Regions from separate parts of the Canis lupus genome. Here region 1 is linked to region 2. A link is a contact called in public Hi-C data. All regions are on one chromosome and are shown on one strand. Each heading gives the region's core, a stretch centred on a gene start, on an enhancer-like site or on the middle of the called end of the contact. The rest is flanking DNA. Distances are from core to core; before and after follow the strand shown.

Evidence for each region. Hi-C and Micro-C count contacts between places; a contact is called where the count stands out from the background.
Region 1: a contact with region 2 is called in a Hi-C map of blood, with 2.0 times the contacts expected there. The contact joins the enhancer-like site here to the promoter of FOXO1 in region 2. A contact is called at or near these places in 2 of 9 Hi-C or Micro-C datasets (amygdala and blood).

The regions. Positions count from the first base shown.
Region 1 is chr25:1,108,124-1,112,342 of UU_Cfam_GSD_1.0, forward strand. No RefSeq gene overlaps it. Among named protein-coding and RNA genes, the nearest start is that of FOXO1, 450 kb to the left of the region's middle. Within about 2 kb of position 2,313, at least 2 of the 20 cell types and tissues checked have an H3K27ac peak or open chromatin away from gene starts, as enhancers often do. A contact at or near this core is called in blood, where this site is marked.
Region 2 is chr25:661,532-665,631 of UU_Cfam_GSD_1.0, forward strand. It overlaps FOXO1 (forkhead box protein O1), which reads left to right and starts at 1,893. Exons shown (of 3, transcript XM_038573152.1): 1 at 1,893-2,816. The coding sequence starts at 2,163.

The sequences.
Region 1 (4,219 bases), core at 1,063-3,562, 450 kb after region 2:
ATCCCTTTCATGTCCAGCAATGTGTGCCTCTTGGCAGGTAATAACCAAGGACATGGGATAGGAAAACACTGTGGGCTTCCCAGTCAGATGGGCCTCAATTTGAATCCTGACTTCACTGTCGTGTGGTTTTGTTCCAGTTATAAAGCTTCTGTTTCGGTTAAATAATTTCTACCATACAATTATGTAGTGTGAGCATAATGACCTGAATTACAAGAAAGAGTCTGGTATGATTGCTGACACATAGTTTGCCCTTCTAAGCATCAGCTTTTCTTGTAACTTATGGGATAGTCACTGTCAAAAGAAAAAAAGTACTTAATAAAAATCTGCGTTAGTCCAAGAGTCTTGCAATTTAGAAAGAAATTACATAGTAGTTCCACGCCTTAGGTTAGCAATTCCTGGACATTTCATTTCAGGGACAAGTGAAGTTGGAAAAAAAAAAATAGGATTGGTTGCAAGGTTGTCCACTTTTTAATTTTGGCCCAAGTAAGTTGGCTAAAAAACAATTCTCCTCTACTTTTACCATCATTTCAAAATACAAAGGCCATGATGACCATCTTTACTGGGAAAGGACATATGTCTTTAATAAACTGACAAATATATGTCACACATGTATTTTTATTATACATCAGATGCATATGAACATTGTCCTCCTCTTTTCTTCTATCTGTAATTCACCGTGGTCGAGTGACAGTTTGTCCCATTCTGCCATTAATAGAAGATGATTTTGGGAAACCACCACCTTAAGGAATCAATTTACCTTACTTATGTATGTTCATGTGTTTGAGAAACTCATGCCTGCTTTAGTTCCCTTTTTACCTTTCTCTTTAATCTCCCTACCTCTCTGTACACAGATGCAGGCATTTCATTTATGTTGCTATAGCCTACCCAGTCTACCCTGAAGTTTCCAGAAGTGAGCAAAATGCTTTGCAAGCATCATACATTTCAATTCTGTGTGGACCCTCCCCTCTGCCACTTAAAGTAGCCATCCATAGTAGCACACTGAGTCCACCTCCAGGGGAGAGGGCCTGTCCTTGGCCAGCATTTCAGGGCTACCCGGCTGTACCGCCTCTTCCAGCCAGAGAACTATGTATACAGAAAGCAAGGGAGGCCTCCAGCCTTTCCCCCTTCTGTGGATCCACTTTGCTTGGGGTACCTAGGGGGCTTCCAACCCTCTCCTGGTCTCAGCTTAGCTCCTCCTCTATACTGGCTCACTCCGAGGAAACAGGGGCTTTGGGGCCAGTCCTTTGGTTCCTTGCTCCTTTCCCTCTTGGTAGAAAGCAGGAGACCTCTGAGCTCAGCCAAGACTGCTCCCTTCAAGCAGATGCCTGAGCTGCTTTTCATCAGCTGGGAATCTGCCACCCCCAACCCCCCCCCCCCCCCCCCCCCCCCCCCCCCAGCGTCAAGTCCTGGGCAAGCACTAATGGAGCAGGAGCTGGATGGGAAAACTGGACAGCTTTTTGCCTCCTACTGCTTCGGGTTCTCACACTGTGGCCTCATGTGTTGTGAATTACAGAAATACCAAACACACCCACAGTTAAATATAAGTACCAAAATGCTCTTGAATGCCAAGTGTAAGTGACTTTGAAATGCTCTCTTGATTTGTGCTGCCTATATGTGGCTTGCTTCCGTCGGGGCCAACATCCTGAGCTTGGGCTAGCGTGTTCTCTGCTAGCTTGCCTTGTTTTCTGGTGCTTTCCTTGAACTCTCTACCACCAGGAACCAAGGTTGTGCTGGGATCACATTTTCCCTATAAGACGTGTGACCTTCTTGTGGCCATATGTGGTCTTCATGGGAGGTCTCTCCATGGTCAGCAAGGAACACACAGAAAATCCATTAGGCCCAATATCAGATTTCTGGGGTAATAGATGGTGGTGCTACTCCTGAGATCTGTGGCCTCCCAAAGCTGAGTGTGGCTGAGCCTAGCGGTTTAGCTGGTTGGCCTCACAGATATGGGGCATGACGACAGCTCCCTGCTCACCATCTGGGTCCAGGTCCTATAATATGCAAATCACAGTAATGCCCAGAGAGTGGCCCAGAATTTTCCCTCTCCTCTGCTTCCTCCTGACCCAGGCCTGCAGCTCAGTGGGGTCTAGTTCCTGCAGAGTATGGTGGAAGAAGCCGGCAAGGAAGTGGGGTGGGGTACTCATCTAAGCCAGGCTTTATCTCTTTGGGTTTGTGAGTCTCTTTTGAAGTGATTTAAACCAACAAGAAAAAAATGGTGCTTGTTTTTCATTTGGGAGGCTTCAGTTCTAACAAGAAGCTTCTTCAGTGTTAAGAGGCTCACTGAGGTTAGTCCTTTCTCTCTTCATGTGGTTTGCAGTTCTCATGTTTTACTTATTTTTGATGTGGTAGCTGCAGCCAATGAAAGCTAGTCACCCCCCACCCTCACCTCTCCCCCAGCCCCAGTTCAAAGTCATAAACTGAGACTTTTGGGTTTCTGTCTTTAACATTTCCTCCCTTTGACGTTCCTGCGGGGCCAAGCATGTAACTTCCCGTCACTCCCAGGAGCTTCAAATCTTGTGATGTCCTTTGCTCATAAATGGGGGCAGTGAGACATGTGGGAAGGGAGCCAGGTCGGGGGTGTGGGACTACCTGCCTTAGCAGGGATTCCTGAGTGCATACCAGGTGCCAAGCATGTGCTAGGAACTGAAGATCCAAAGACCAACCCAGCAGAAACCCCCACCTTGGGTTCTCCAGCCTTTCTCTGGTCAGAGAGAGGACTCCCACCATGCTCTCTTGAGGGCCATCAGCACCCTTTTACCTGCCAGATCCAAACATCCTTTTCCATTCTCATACTTCTTTACCCTTTCCCAGTTCTGGCCCTGTTGATCACCCCTTCTTCAAGTCATGATTTATTCAGTGGATACTTTTTATATGGCTGATTCGTACACCAATGAACCAAGTAAAGGCATTTCCGGGGCCAGAACATCTGTATTCACATCCAGCCCTGACTTGTCTTCCATATGTGGTGCAGGTAAGTTATGCAGCCTCTAGGGGCTCAGTTTCTTCACCTATGAAATGGGATTAATATTACCTACGTCATAAGGTTTTGTGAAGATGAGCTAAGGTAATATGGAACATGTGTCTGGGGTAATGCCCTGGCATGTGTAGGTGCTCAACAGACACTGGCTACTGTTAATATTATGATTAGATGCTGTGCTAAGCACAAGGAATACAGTTGTGAACCTGACAGTCATGGTTTCTGCCCTCATGGAGCTTGTAGGCTGTTCCACGAGTGTGTGCCAGCATGGTAGTGTTAGAACTGTTAAGTACTACCGAGCCATGCTTCTGACAGCCTTGCTATGGTGCTGTCTCCCAGAATCTCCAACTTTTCTTCCTCTACCTCTGTCACTGATTCGTCTTTCTTTTTTCTGCCACAAAGCAGTGATGCCACAAGATACTGAGGTTATTTCTGCCCCTTGCCCCCCACACCCATTTCAGCTTTCCATGGGAGCTGGCAGTGAAGGCTCAAGAGGAGTTAAAGGCTTGATGCCTGCTTAATCCGAGTCATCCTGAGGTAGGTGTGGGTGGTGCAGGGAGGTGCTTTGGGTGTGTGCATGCATGAAGGTTTCCTTATTGGAGAGAGATGGCTTCAGATGGCCTCCTCTGCTCTGCAGTCTTCACCTGACCTCTCTGTAACTCCCTTTGAGAGATGATAACACTGTTTACATGGGATTAGTTGACTGTGTACATATACAGATATTCTTAACTATCTACACACAACACATATACATATGTAAAAACATACATAGACACATACATTTATGCATGCATAGATTTATGTTTGTATGGGGATATATACATGAAAAAGTATATATTTCATATATATATTTCATATATATATTTCATATATATATATATGAAAAATCTCAGCTCAGTGCCTGGTCCATAATAAGCACCCATGTAGCTCTCAATGGTAGCTCTAGCTCCAGCAGTTCTTACGAGCTGGAACATGGTTATTAGCACATACTCTCTGGAATACAGAAAAGCAGCCCTGTTCAGTATAGACGCAGCCTTGTGTAGCCACTAAGCTAGGAACATAGGGAATAGAGTTGACAGAGATCAGTGCATGCCCTTGAAGGAGTTCATGCTGCATGTTTGTGCACAGGTGACTCTAACGCAAGCCAAACTTGAGAAGACAGTCAACAGAGGACACATATCTAGATGCTTAGAGAGACAGTTCCTCCAGTAGAGAAAGTATGTTCAAGCTCAGCCACTT
Region 2 (4,100 bases), core at 643-3,142:
TGAACTAGGGAGATGATAGAATTTGTAAAGAAAGAAAGAAATCTCTTAAGTCCTTTCAAACTCTTGTAAATGAGGCCTAATTTTCTTCAGATGCCACTTTTTCTTTTTTTCTAAGAAAGATTTTATTTATTCATGAGAGACAGAGAGAGAGAGAGAGAGAGAGAGAAAGAGAGACATAGGCAGAGGGAGAGAAGCAGGCTCTGTGCAGGGAGCCCAATGCTGCACTGGATCCCAGGACTCCAGGATCATGCCCTGGGCTGAAGGCAGACTCTCAAGTGCTGAGGCACCCAGATGTCCCAGATGCCACTTTTCAATTGAAGAATTACCTGTAAGAAAAAGGGGATTTTTGAAATCGTTGGGAGCTGTCATTTTGGACAAGATATTGAAAACCCTACTGTCAATCTTCCATCCTAAGGGATCCCATCCCTCTGAAAGGAAATGCCTTCCATATTCCTCCTACAAAAGCTAAACAAAACAAAAAGTTGTTTCTTGAAAACCGTTTCTTTTGCTCCCAGAAACATAAGGACCATTGTCTACGGTGGCCCCACTGATCTCGACAGGATGTCCAGGGCCTGGAGCTCAGATGGGGAAGAGTGGGGTGGGCTGGTGGCTTTGGTGGTGGGTTGACAGGAACCTGGGGGTGGGGCAGGGCTGAACCCCAAGTGTGGTCTTACCCCTGTTGCACTTTTATTTCCCGACACCTTACTTCTTCCATCCTAAACAGCAAAGGCATCACAAGAAGTTGGACTTAATCAGGGGTGAGTAATAAAGGACAAGGCTCTGCGTCCCCGCTCTTCTCTGACCCCTTCCCCGCCGCCCCTGGGCTGTCGAGTCTGCGCTTCCCGCCCGGGAGACGTCCCCCGGGGGCGCGCGGTCTGGCCGGAGGCGCTCGAGTCCGCGCGCGTGTGGGCTGGGGCCGCCTTCGGCCCGCGCTGGGCCCCTTTCCCGCATTTCTAGCCTTTTAGGTGGAGAATGGGATGAACCGACTGGCGGCCGCCGGGCCGGACGCCCGGTCCCCCGTGAGGCCGAAGCGCAGAGGCGCAGCTCGCGGGTGCGGACAGGTGGGCGCGGGGCGGGCGGGGGGGGCGGGGCGCTGTGCAGCGCGCGCGGAGGCCGGAGGGCCTGACAGACGCGGCTAAAGGAAACAGAACACGAAAACAAACCCACCGACTTCCCCACGTTTCTTTGCCAAGAAAAAAAAAAGATCGTGGGTGGAGCCGAGAAGGGGGCGATCGAGTGGAACTCCGCGCGGCCGCCTCCCGCGCCCACCCGGCGCCCGCGGAGCGAGGAGCGTCCCCCGGCCCCCGCCCCCGGCCCCGGCCCCCGCCCCGCCACTCCGGGCCCCGGCGGGTCGAGGCGAAGCGAGACTCGCTCCCCTCGAGCTCCCCGAGCGCGCGGCTTTGCGCCGCGGGAGTAAACAAAGTGTCGCCGCCTCCGCGCCGGTTCGCCTCGTAGCAATCAAGACGCCGAGAGGGCGAGAGACTCACAGAAACACTCGAGAGTTACCAGCAAATAATGACAGAGATCCAAAAAAAAGAGAGTGTGTGAAAGAGAAAAACACTCCGCTGCCCCCCCGACCGCGGCCGCCTCCCGGTGGAAGAGCGGCCCCGCCCCGGCGGGCGACCACTGGCGGCTCGAGCGGCGGCGCCGCACGCTCATTGGCCGCGCGCGCTGTCACTCAGGGGCGGGCCGGCGCGCGCGCCGCCGCGGGCGGGGGGCGGTGGCAGATCCCGTAAGTCGGGCGGCAGCGTAGTCGCTGCAGCTGCCGCCGCCGCCGCCGCATTCAACAGGCAGCAGCGCTGCGGCCGCGCGACCGGTAGAGCGAGCGGCCCGCGGCGTCCGTCCGTCCGTCCGTCCGTCCTTCGCTCCGCGGCCCTGTCGGCAGGAGCGCGGCGCCCGCCGCCGCCCGGCCCGGCGACTCCGGCCTGCGGTCCCGCCCGTGCGGCGGACCTGGAAGAGCTTAGATGGTGATGGACCCGCGAAGTTAAGTTCTGGGCTCGCGCTTCCACTCCGCCGCACCTTCTTCCCGGTTTTCTTCGTCTCGAGGCGCCGACCTCGCCCCCCCCATCCCGGGCCGGCTCTTCGCGCCCCTCCCCCTCGGCCCCCCGTGCTGCGCTCGACCCCTCGGCTCTCCTGCGGCTGGGGGAGGGGTGGGGGTCACCATGGCCGAAGCGCCCCAGGTGGTGGAGATCGACCCGGACTTCGAGCCGCTGCCCCGGCCGCGCTCGTGCACCTGGCCGCTGCCCAGGCCGGAGTTCAGCCAGTCCAACTCGGCCACCTCCAGCCCGGCGCCGTCGGGCGGCGCGGCCGCCAACCCCGACGCCGCCGCCGGCCTGCCCTCGGCCTCGGCGGCCGCTGTCAACGCCGACTTCATGAGCAACCTGAGCCTGCTGGAGGAGACCGGGGACTTCCAGCAGGCGCCGGGCTCCGTGGCGGCGGCGGCGGCGGCGGCCGCGGCGGTGGCGGCGGCGGCGGCGGCCGCAGCTGCCGCCACCGGGGGACTGTGCGGGGACTTCCAGGGCCCGGAGGCGGGCTGCCTGCACCCGGCGCCGCCGCAGCCGCCGCCACCCGGGCCGCTGTCTCAGCACCCGCCGGTGCCCCCGGCCGCCACCGGGCCGCTCGCGGGGCAGCCGCGGAAGAGCAGCTCGTCCCGGCGCAACGCGTGGGGCAACCTGTCCTACGCCGACCTCATCACCAAGGCCATCGAGAGCTCGGCCGAGAAGCGGCTCACGCTGTCGCAGATCTACGAGTGGATGGTCAAGAGCGTGCCCTACTTCAAGGATAAGGGTGACAGCAACAGCTCGGCGGGCTGGAAGGTGAGTGGCTTCGGGGCGCACGGCCGGACGGGGCGGGGGCGCGGGGGGCGCGGGGCGCGGGGGCGCGGGGCCCCCCGCCTCCACCTGAGGTCGTGGTGGGGTAGGTGGGGGGCAGCTGGGCGCCCGCTCGGCCTCGTGCGGGCAGCGCGTGCAGGGAGCGCGCCACAAGCGGCAGATGTGCGTGGGTTGGCCCGAGACCTGTCGGGGCACAGGAATCCTAGTGTGGGAGCGCGCCGAGCGAGAGTTCGAGCGGGACGGGGAAGGTGGCTCGCCGGAGAATCAGGGAGTGGGCAAAGTACTAGAAGTGGACGTCAGAGCGGGCAGAAAAGTTCGCCAGGGAAAGGAGGAAGCGGTTTCCTGGGAGCTGCTGCCCCACGGCCGGGGGGACTCCTGCCGCCGCTCCCTTCCCTCCGGGACCGTGAGGGCTGAGGGCGGCTCCTCTCCGCCGCCGCCGCCGCGGCGCGCGTCCCCCCAGCCTTGGGCTGCGCGCAGAGCTGTTTCCGCCGCGCGGGGCGGAGGAGGGCGCGGCGAGGCTCCTCGGGGCCCCGCCGCCCGGTGACCGAGCTGTAGGTGCAGGGGACGGGTCGCGAGCCGGCCCCGGGGGCTGGCAGCGCAGTTTTGGAGGCCGGCGTACGTTTTGCTTTGTTTTGGTTTCATGCGGAGTGGCCTCGAGTACAGGGGGCCGGGGTCCCGGGCGCGCCGAACCCGAACAGCGCATCCAACACGTGCTAAGAGGCGGCCACCGCCTGCGGAGCGCGGGCGCCGGGCGGCGCGGGGCGAGCTAAAGTTCAAGTGTGACCCTCGGCGGGGGCGGGGGCGGGGGCGGGGGGGGGCGGGGCGGGGGCGGGGCGGGGCGGCGGGGCGGGCCGCGGCGGCGGGGGCGGGGCCGCCGGCGTAGGCCGACAGCGCCTTTAAAGGGCCAGCGCGCCCGCGCGGGGCGCCGCTCCCCGCCGGGCCGCGGGGCTGCGCTGCGAGCGCTTCCCTCCGCCAGGAAGTGCCCCCAAACTTGGCCTCGCCCACGTTCGAGGCCTTTAATTAGCGCGGAGAGGCTGCCTAGGGTGGCGGGAGCTGGGAGTGTGTGTACCTTTCCTGTCGCGTTGCCGCCTAAGTGTTACCGAGCCTGGGAAGTGCGGATGCGAGGGGCGAGGCAGGGGGCTTCGTGATCAGTGTTTCGGGGGAGTTCCGAGTGGAGGTGCGCATCCGAGGAACGTGGGGACGTCCTGCCCCGGGAGAGCACTGTAGATGAGGCGCCCGGCCCTTTCTGCCTTTCAGAGAGGGAGACCC